Regions from separate parts of the Zea mays genome. Here region 1 is linked to region 2. Evidence: chromatin contacts called from public Hi-C data. All regions are on one chromosome and are shown on one strand. The core of a region is the stretch at or near the end of the contact, and the rest is flanking DNA. Distances in the headings are between cores, read along the strand shown. Region 1 has its middle 4.0 kb from the start of LOC111591032. Region 2 holds the start of LOC542612 (transcription factor MYB17).

The links. Hi-C and Micro-C count contacts between places; a contact is called where the count stands out from the background.
Region 1: a Hi-C map of leaf mesophyll shows a contact between it and region 2, with 2.9 times the contacts expected there. The contact joins the enhancer-like site here to the promoter of LOC542612 in region 2. A contact is called at or near these places in 11 of 25 Hi-C or Micro-C datasets (bundle sheath, ear, leaf and 4 more).

Annotation. Positions count from the first base shown.
Region 1 is chr2:24,564,401-24,569,903 of Zm-B73-REFERENCE-NAM-5.0, reverse strand. No RefSeq gene overlaps it. Among protein-coding and RNA genes, the nearest start is that of LOC111591032, 4.0 kb to the left of the region's middle. Within about 2 kb of position 3,338, at least 9 of the 20 cell types and tissues checked have an H3K27ac peak or open chromatin away from gene starts, as enhancers often do. A contact at or near this core is called in leaf, leaf mesophyll and root tip, where this site is marked.
Region 2 is chr2:24,441,479-24,446,430 of Zm-B73-REFERENCE-NAM-5.0, reverse strand. It overlaps LOC542612 (transcription factor MYB17), which reads left to right and starts at 2,822. Exons shown (of 3, transcript XM_008670875.3): 1 at 2,822-3,227; 2 at 3,380-3,509; 3 at 3,599-4,652. The coding sequence starts at 2,855. The coding sequence ends at 4,214.

The sequences.
Region 1 (5,503 bases), core at 2,089-4,588, 120 kb before region 2:
ATATCTCATCATGTTTCCTGCCCTCACACTCACCAACAAAATGGATCCGCAGAAAGAAAACATCGTCACATTGTTGAAGTAGGATTATCTCTCCTTGCCAAAGCCTCCATGCCACTTAAATATTGGGATGAAGCATTTCTCGCTGCAACCTTCCTCATCAATCGCACACCAAGCAAAGTTATATCCTACCAGACACCTCTAGAACGCCTATTTCATACCAAACCCGAGTATTCATCCCTTAGAATCTTTGGTTGTGCCTGCTGGCCCAACCTCCGACCCTATAATCAACACAAGCTTCAATTTCGTTCCAAGGAATGTGTCTTTCTTGGGTATAGCAGCCTCCATAAAGGTTTTAAATGCCTTGATATCACAACTGGGCGAGTCTATATTTCTCGCGATGTCATATTCGATGAGGAAATTTTTCCCTTCGTCAAACTTCATACAAATGCTGGCCCCCGTCTTCGAGCTGAAATTCCTCTAGTACCCACCAAATTATCAAAGTCTGGGGATGAATACATAGTTGAATCGGTAATTAATGATCCTGCCGCTAACATTTTTCCTGCAGCAAATAAATCTCCACAGGATCTGCCGTTATTATCTCCAGAACCGGATTTTTTGGTGGATAATCAGCTTGGGTCGGTACATGCACCTGTTCCATTGGATAACGTGGGGCATGCTCCTATTCCCATAGGTGACGTGTGGCACTCAACAATCCAAGACTCCTCTTCGGTTCAAGAGGTGACACGCCATGGGGATCATGGTGCTGCCATGCCCTCGGCCGATGACGCCACGTCTCCTGGCTCACCCTCACCTGTCGAGCATGGGGGGCATCACAATGACACGACATCAACTAGTACAACAGCAGCTAGTGGTGATACAGCAGCAGCTAGTGGTGATATTGCTCCGTCGACAGAAGCTGCAGACGCTACAGCTCATGCTCCTGCATTGACTGGGACACGTCCTACCACCAGACTGCAAGCAGGGATCAGGAAGCCTAAGGTATATCATGATGGCACAATTCGGTATGGTTTATTTACTGCAGCTAGTGAACCACGATCTCTGGTAGATGCACTAAAAGATAAAAAATGGAAGAATGCAATGGATAATGAATTTGATGCTTTGATCAAAAACAAAACATGGCACTTAGTTCCACCTCAGAAAGGCAATAATATAATAGATTGTAAGTGGGTTTACAAAATCAAGAGAAAAGCAGATGGGAGCCTAGATAGATACAAGGCCAGACTTGTTGCAAAAGGTTTTAAACAACGATATGGCATAGATTATGAAGATACCTTTAGTCCAGTTGTCAAACCAGCTACCATCAGAATAGTCCTCTCGCTAGCTATTTCCAGAGGGTGGAGTTTGAGACAGTTGGATGTTCAAAATGCTTTCTTGCATGGATATTTGGAAGAGGAAGTTTACATGAAACAACCTCCAGGGTATGAAGATAAAACCAAACCCCATTATGTGTGCAAGTTGGATAAAGCATTATACGGCTTGAAACAAGCTCCACGAGCTTGGTACTCCCGTCTAAGCTCTAAATTACAAAGTCTAGGGTTTAATTCCTCAAAGGCAGATACATCGTTATTTTACTTCAATGAGGAAAATGTGAATATATTTGTTCTAATATATGTGGATGACATAATAGTAGCCAGCTCAACACACGATGCCATGGCATCACTGCTGCGGCAACTCGGTCAAGAATTTGCCCTCAAGGACCTAGGCAGGCTAAATTATTTCTTGGGAATTGAGGTAAACCATGTTCACAATGGTATTATCCTGACACAAGAAAAATATGCATCTGACTTACTAAAGAAAGTCGGCATGAACAATTGTAAAGCCGTGTCAACACCTTTAGTAGTTAGTGAGAAGCTCTCGGCATCTAAAGGGACTCCTCTGGGTCAAAATGATTCAACTCAGTATCGAAGTATTGTGGGTGCTCTTCAGTACTTAACACTTACAAGACCAGATATTGCCTTTCCTGTTAACAAAGTTTGCCAGTTCTTGCACTGCCCAACGACAGATCACTGGATGGCTGTAAAAAGGATTCTTAGATATTTGAAACAATCAGTGAAGACTGGACTCAAGATTGAAAGATCTAGTTCCTCTTTAATCACTGGTTTCTCAGATGCAGATTGGGCAGGATGTCTTGATGATAGAAGATCCACCGGAGGATTTGCTGTGTTCCTAGGATCTAATCTGATTTCATGGAGTGCACGTAAGCAGCCCACAGTGTCAAGGTCAAGTACTGAAGCTGAGTACAAAGCAGTAGCTAATACTACAGCTGAGATTATGTGGATCCAAACTCTTCTTCGTGAGTTAGGAGTTCAAACTCCACGAGCAGCTAAACTCTGGTGTGATAATATTGGAGCTAAGTATCTCTCGGCAAATCCTGTGTTCCATGCTCGAACAAAACATATTGAAGTTGATTATCATTTTGTAAGAGAACGTGTTACGCAGAAATTATTGGAGATTGACTTTATTTCTTCAAAGGATCAAATTGCAGATGGTTTTACCAAACCTCTTCCCGCAAGACAGTTAGAAAACTTCAAACACAATCTCAACCTCATACGGTTGTAATTGAGAGGGGATGTTAGATAGATTCTATGATTCATGTTTATCTTCCTTGTATGCTTATCCCCTTGTAACTCGGAACAAACCAGTAGAGTCGGCCAAGGAATAGATTAGATTGGTTTATTTGTTAGCCCTTATCTTGGACCGAAGATATCTCATGGTTTGTTACGTTAATGTAAATCTGAAGCGCGCTTTGTCGCTATAAGTAACACGCAGACAGCCACGGCAAAGGTGAGCTGCTTCACCCCAATCTTCCGCGCCTCTGATTTTCTATAGGGAGGCGATCGCAAGGATATGACAGTAATTACAAGAGGCTAACCCAAGCCCGCGGGATTCAAACACGACCGGTTCATGTCTGGATATTGCCTGTAGGTGGCCATGAACATCTAGCGCTTGCTTTCTGGCCTGCATGTAGTCGCAAAACTCCCGATACACATGACGCATTGACACACGTAATCCTAGTCTTAAAGGGCTAGTTTGAAAGCCACAAAATCGAAAGGGTTAGAGGTTAGAATCTCCTTATTATTGAAAATAGATTCTGGCCCTTTAATCTCATTCGGTTTTGTGGCTCCCAAACAGCCCAAAGAGTAGAAAACTCCCGCGCTTTCCCTGAAGTGACCTAGAGAAGTAGTGAGGCCGGTTGTTTTTCTTTGGAGAGCTGACGTACGATGGTGTCTCCACCGCCGCTTGCCAGCATATATGCGTGCTGATCGATGCGTTTCGGCATGCATGCACGTAGATTAAACCCAGTAACATTTTCCACCGTCGTCGTCCCTGTCCCTTTCTCCACACGGCCGATCCATCCAGCATGTCTCTGTTCCCTGCTGTGCGAACAGGAACTGGGGCGGCCTACTAGCTTTGGCGAACCTTCCGTCGTTAATAGTTCGTGTCCGTCAGGAATAAAGATGTCGCGCACGCAACTCAGGCCGGGAAAAGGATGACATTGACAGCAATCGATCCTGCTCCTTGATCGTTGACACAGACTATTAGCGCCTAAAATATACCAGTTCCGCAGCCTGCACCCCCTGTTTTATTAGCTGCCACTGTCTGTGCATCAGATAACCATAATAATCCTGCCGCAGCCTGCACCCGGCCTGTTTTGGTTCAGTGTTTAATTTTTTTTCCACGGATCGAACAACTTGTCAATAATTGTGTGGTGCAGGACCGAGAAGACGATGCTAGCTTGCCCAGTTGCCCTAGCTGCTACTGGTATTAACTACTGCTAAGGCCAGCCAGTTGTGCAGCATTCTTCTCGACTGGCGGCTGGCCTGGCTAATTACGAGAATTCTTTTGCTCTCCTAAGCCATAGTAGCTAGGCCATGCATGGCGCAAGCGTCTGCGTCATGCACTGGTATGCAGCCAGTTAAAGCTAGCTCGTGCGAAGGCGCGCGCTTGCTCAGTTGTTAATGGCCTCGCTGATCTCGCTCCGGCGCCAACAACTCCATGAGCTGCTGCTGCTAGGGCTATAGGCGCTAGCTGATGTGATGACGACCAGTAAGCAAACTAACTACTGCAGCTAGCTGGCAGCTGCCTAGCCCAGGTTCGTTCAGACGAGGAATTGAGGAGCTACCGATGATGCGCGTGCGTGCTCTTTCTCTGTGCTGGCGTTGGCAGCAAATGGCAATATTATTCCCTCATCTCGGTTTCGCTTTTTTTTTTTAAACCGTCAGAGGATCGTGACCCCACTGCCGGTAGCAAAAGCAATCGCTGCACTGGTTGAGGTGAGAAAAAAAAAATCACAGGTAGCGGCCGACGCATCAGCTAGTTCCAGAACGACTAGCTGCAGCCTGTAGCGGAGTTCGGACGACTTCCGAGCAGTTAGCTCTGAACTCGTAAGATCGCAAGTCAGCGTTGACGAGGCTGGCTCGCGCCTAACAGTGGGATTAAAAGTACTAGTGAAGGAACGCTCTATATATACACACACGCAATGCGCAGTAGCAGGTATAGCAATTTAATTCATCCCGAGGTTATATACAACAAGTGCGTGTTGTTCAAAAGCTGTTATTCAAGCCTATTCAGTCTTTTATTTTTATTTTTTCATCCCGAGGTTACAACAAGTGCTCCTGGTAGTAGGCTTTTGAGCAGGTCATAGCTAGCTGCATGATCAGTTGTGCGGTATCCTGAAATCTCACGAACCAGTCAGTAGCTGTGAGATTCGTCCGAGCACACCGAGCATGCAGTCAGTTGGAAATAAAATAGGATAACAAGGGAAATAAACTGCTACGCCAGTGTGACACCAGTTTAATACTCCTACTGGACCGGCTCATCAGTGTCGAATCTATAGTTAACGACGGATCGGAACAAAGTCCATAAGAACGGAAGTTCAATGGCGATCCAACGGATGAAATTCAAATTAAAGGCTGGAACTGTCGTTCCTCTCTTCGCCCTGTTTTCTTGACTTGGGCGTGTGTTTATCAATGACTAACTACCGGCGGTCTCAGAGAAGAGATGACATCTATTAAAAACCTGCACTATATTATTCTCTGGACGCACGTTAACACTATAGCCGCAACGAGACAGCAACATTTCCTTCCAAAGCGGAACATTTGTCTATATCAGGTCTGAAAAATAATAATAAAATCTATCCTCATTGAACACCGAAATTGGGACGTACCGTTCGCATACATGAGAACGAGGTCCGGAAAGGAGCCACCGACAGTTCTGTAAGTTGCCAGATTGTATCTACATCTCAATTTCCCTAGATAAGATATGGTTAGACTGGCTGAGCCATGTCCTCTGAAACCTTTTTTCTCGTCACTTTTTGCAGCAAGTCTCATTCAACAGAAGCAAACTAGCGTATCCTTAGAATATCAGGAAAGGTTTTAGCAGTCCTGAATATATGGTTTTAGTGCTTGTATATGGGTACGTCACAGAGTCCATGGACCTCGTTAAGGGCTTAATATATTAGGTAGATGTCTAGCCCTGTTTT
Region 2 (4,952 bases), core at 1,573-4,072:
TGACGTACCTGGACAGAGAATTCTATATTAAGTTTCACTTATGTAGTAGAGCAGATACATTTAAATGTATTCTCATGGTTGTATATGGCCCAACTCAAGATGAGTTTTAAGTCCGCTTTCCTTGCGGAGCTTGTACGGGCATGTCGACATAGTTCTCTAATAACTCTCATTGGTGGGGATTCTAATATCTTGAGAAACAACAAGAAGAAAAAATGACGGGTTTAATGATAATGATCGTTGGTCGTTTCTTTTCAATGCTGTGATTGATAACTTGGATTTAAGAGAAATAAATTTAACGAAAAGACAATACATCTAGGCAAATTCCCTTCCTAAATCAACCTATGAAAAGATAGATAGAGTTCTCTTGTCGACCGAATGGGAATTTAAATACCCTCTGATCTCGGCTCAAGCGTTGGATAAAGGTGTTTCAGATCACACCTCTTCGCTCCTTGACACTGGAACTCCTACTTTCGTTGGAAGCAACAAACCATTTATGTTTGAATTATGTTGGTAAAAGAGACATATGTCCTTGGGCCATTTGTATTCTGTTTTAGTGATAAGATGTTCAATATATTGTCTTAAACTAATATCTTGATATATGAGCATAGACACAGATATTTAAACTAAGGGCTAGTTTAGGAACCACATTTTTCTAAGGGATTTCTATTTTTCTAAAAAAAATAGTTTATTTTCTCTTAAAAAAATATAAATCTCTTGGAAAAATGGAATTCCTAAAGTAATTTTAATAGAGTAAATATCCATCGGATATAGATTGCGAGTACCCATTGCCATTCCTACTTCGGAGTACTTAGGCCCAGGGACGGACCCATAGGGGGCTAGGTGGGCCATGGCACACTCTAAGCCAAGCCCATCGGATAACCGCCCTATTCCGTTCATCTGTGTCGTTCCATGCGCGATGTTGCGATCCTTCGTCTTCCTCCATTCCAGGAACCGAGGGAGCAATGCCCAGGCCTAGAGTCCGAGACGACGCATACGCATCTGCCGATTTCGCCGTCAACAAGCACGAGCCGACTAGGACGCCGCGTGCACGCCCCTGGCCCTAGTGTCGCCGCTGCCGAGACGGTGGACGCGTTGACGAGAGGTCGAGAGACTGAGACGAGACGCGGCTTGCCGCCTTGGCCTTGGCCTTGGCCCGCCGGTCGTCGCTAAGACGCGCTGACGCCGTGACTCGCGAGTCGGGACGTCGTTCCCAGGCGACCCCGCCCTGGCCAGCCGCAGAGACGTGCAACACCGTTCCCAGTCGGGGAGCCTCTGAGACGCGCGATGCGCACGGTGCCTCGCCCAGCAGTCAGAGCACCTTGGCCTCTGCTTATCTCTCCCGTCCAGCACAACACTCTATAATCACGTCCTGCCCAGTAGTCAGAGCGACATCAATCTTCCAGATGAACACTCCGTAACTCATGCCTCCTATGCTAATGTATCATTGTCGTCTCTGTGCGGTTAGATGCGTGAAGATGAAGCGTGATGAGACAACTGGTGCTGCAATTGTAGCAAAAGTGGTGTGAAGTTAATTAGTGACTGGTTGTGAAATTTCGAAGATTGGATAAAAATGCATTTGTTAAAGTTAAAAATTATCCGCAAGTGTCTGTAGCACACGTTCCTCAGTTGGCAGTTAGAATTTAAAGGGAGAATTGGTGTTATGAAGTTGAAGTTAGTGCTGCAGAATCATTTCTTATGTGGATGTAAATATGTACGTGAAAAATTTATTGTGGCACTGCTTATATAAAAATACTAGATCTGCCACTGGACATACCATCAAGCGAAGAGATCAAACACGATCCTTCCTTCCATCAGCTGGTCGTAGCTTTGCCATGCGTCTGCGTTGCCGTAAGCCAAGCACACGCGTCGGCCCCTCACATGGATGGCGATGACGAAACGGAGCGGCAGTTGGCACCGGTCAGCAGACAAGACAAAAGACGCGGAAGGTCCCCGTCAGTCCATGTCCATCAGGCTGGCTTTGACAGCACCGACCCCGGTCAGGCGGCCACGACTCCCTGTCCCGTTAAATCACCGTCCTCCTGCCGTGCTGCCACCACTGCCACGGCGGCACGGCGCACGGCACGTCACCTGCCGCGGCGGCCGTGCCAGCCCAGCTCAGCCAGAGTAAAACGCGCAGGCCGCCTCCGCTGCGACGCACTCTGCCGGGCTGCCCGGCACTCCGCTTCCGCCACCGCCTGCCGCCCCAAAGTCCGAGCCACACCCCCGTGTGGCAGTGGCAGTGGCACCACCTCATTTATGGCGGCTACCTCCGCTCCACGTCTCGGTCCCATCGGCGGATCGGCCGGCCTTTCCTCCTCTCCCCGGCCCCTTCCTCGCTTCAGCTAGCTGCAGTGCAGTCCCGCCCATCTCTGACCCTGACCCTGTGCGTAGCTGGCTTGCAGCTAGCTGCTGCTGTGGCCTTTGGATCAATCTACAATAAACGAAACAAATAGGCCACCGCGGAACCATACGTTACCGTTACGAACGTAGAGCCGGCCGCTTTCTTTTCCCTGGGCTTTCTGTTCTACCGTCAACCGCGTCGTAGCTGTGCTAAAATTTTATTTCTTGCAATGAATCTAGCAATGCCATACATTTTAATTCTTATATAAACTTAGTCAAATTTAAACGATCTGACAAAAGTATATTGTTTTCTTTTCTGACAGAAGAGGCAGCAGTACTAAAATTTAACTAGTACGTGCTGATTACTCCGACTTCCTAGGCACCAGGAAGGGCAGTTGTCCGGCGCGCAATGCAGCACCAGACAGACAACCGGTCGTCCCCTACCACCGCATTCAAGCCCACTCGCCCCGCCCGGCGATCCCATGCAAGAAAGCACCTCGCCCCTAATAAATGCATGGCCCTGGTCCCGGCTGCCCGTCGATCGCCCGTAATAATTGAAGCCAGCCACGCTGCCCTTCCCTTCCCCTTGCTCTCGTCGACGTCGGAGCAGCAGCCCAGCCAGCAGGTGAAAAATCCGGAGCATTTATTATGGCCACCGGGATCCCCCTCGGCCTATAAAAATCCGTCTCGGCTCCTCCCCCTCGCTTCTCGTTCCTGTCGCCGCCCGAGGAGAGACGGAGAGCGACCGACCGCCATGGGGAGAACTCCGTGCTGCCACAGCAATGGGATCAAGAAGGGACAGTGGGCGCTGGAGGAGGACAAGCTGCTCGTCGACTACGTCCAGGCCAACGGTGCCGGAAATTGGCGCATGCTCCCCAAGCTCGCGGGTACGTACGTACGTGCTCTGTTCCTCGGTCGAGCCCAGCCCGGGCCGCCTGGTGCTGCATGCGTGACCTAGTTGTTCGCCTCGTGCTCGTCATTTCTTGAGCGACTCGTGGTGTAAAATGCGATGTGATGTGCCGCGCGCGCATGCATGCAGGGCTGAACCGGTGCGGCAAGAGCTGCCGGCTGCGGTGGACCAACTACCTGCGCCCGGACATCAAGCGCGGGCACTTCACCCCCGAGGAGCACAACTCTATCCTCCAGCTCCACGCCATCATCGGCAACAGGTAAAAGTCTCGAGCCTAAACTCCGTACTCTCTCTCTCCTCACGCGCCGTCACCGTCAGTACGTGCTGGAACGTTGTGGTGTCGATCAGGTGGTCCACGATCGCGGCACAGCTGCCGGGCCGGACGGACAACGAGATCAAGAACTACTGGAACACGCACATGAAGCAGCAGCTCCGACAGGAGGCGCTCGCCGTCGCCGTCGCCGGCGAGGGCGCTGGCGCGCAGCTCGCCAAGGCGGCCGCCGCGTCCTGTCCCGTCGCTCGCCACATGGCCCAGTGGGAGACCGCCCGCCTCGAGGCCGAGGCGCGCCTCTCCCTGCTCTCGTCGACCTCGGCCACGACGATCGTCACCTCCGCCACCGCCTCTTCCTCCTCGTCCACCGTCGCGCCCGAGCACGCGGCGCCCGACATCTTCCTGCGCCTCTGGAACTCCGAGGTCGGGGATTCTTTCCGCGGCACCGCAGTGAAGGGGCATGGTCCGGCGTCGAGTGGTGTGCCGGCGGCGCTACCTGCTGAGCTCGGCGACGACGATTCCTCGGCCGCGTCGACCTACGGGACCGAGGCGGCGGCGAGCGACGACTACCAGTCGTTCCTGGACCTGGCGGCGATGGAGGAGTTCGGGCTGCTGCAAGGCCGGCTCGACGCGTTCTCGGTGCTCCCGCATGTCGACGTGTTCGCCGAGGCGCCCTGCTGCCTGTTCGAGTAGCTTTGCTGTTTGCTCGATCTCATTTCCAGACCCACTCAGAGTAGTCACCAGAGTAGTAGACTAGACGTACGTGGCCGCGTTCTGCATGCGTTCGTCTGCGTACGCGTACGTACATACATACGTACACATGCCGGTTGTCTTGGGGACGACACGATGGCGTATGTACAGTACGTGCCTGTACGCAGCGAGCGGATGGGTGCAGGAGTTGGCGTGTGACAGTATGCAAGTCTGTGCCCTAGAGCAAGAGGTTTTTGGGACTGCTCTAGCCGTGGCATTTCTCTGGTGAATGTCGTCAACTTTCAAGTCTTTTGCCTCTGCGTGTGTACATTGTCGCGGTTTCGATTTGTGTGTTCTGTGTCTGTGTGTGTGGTGTGGGTCAGAATTCTCTGTTGTATGTATCACCAGTTTGGATGAGAAAAGAGTACGCACTTTTTGCAGGATCGAGGGTGGCCGTGCCCCGTGCGTGCACTCCACGAATCACGCTGATGACAGATGTGGTCCGGTCCAATCAAGTAAATTCAGATTTTTAAATACGTGAAAACTTGCGCTCCTAACGCGCGCCAGCAGGCAGTGTACATGACCGTGCAAAATAGATTGGAATTTAGCTTGAAATACTGTTGTAGATGGGTGACAATATTTACATGCATATGTGAAATGTTGCTACTCGTAACAAAGTAAGGCATCATAGCATCATACTGATCATAGCACAAGTATGTCGACCATAGCATAAGCGCCATA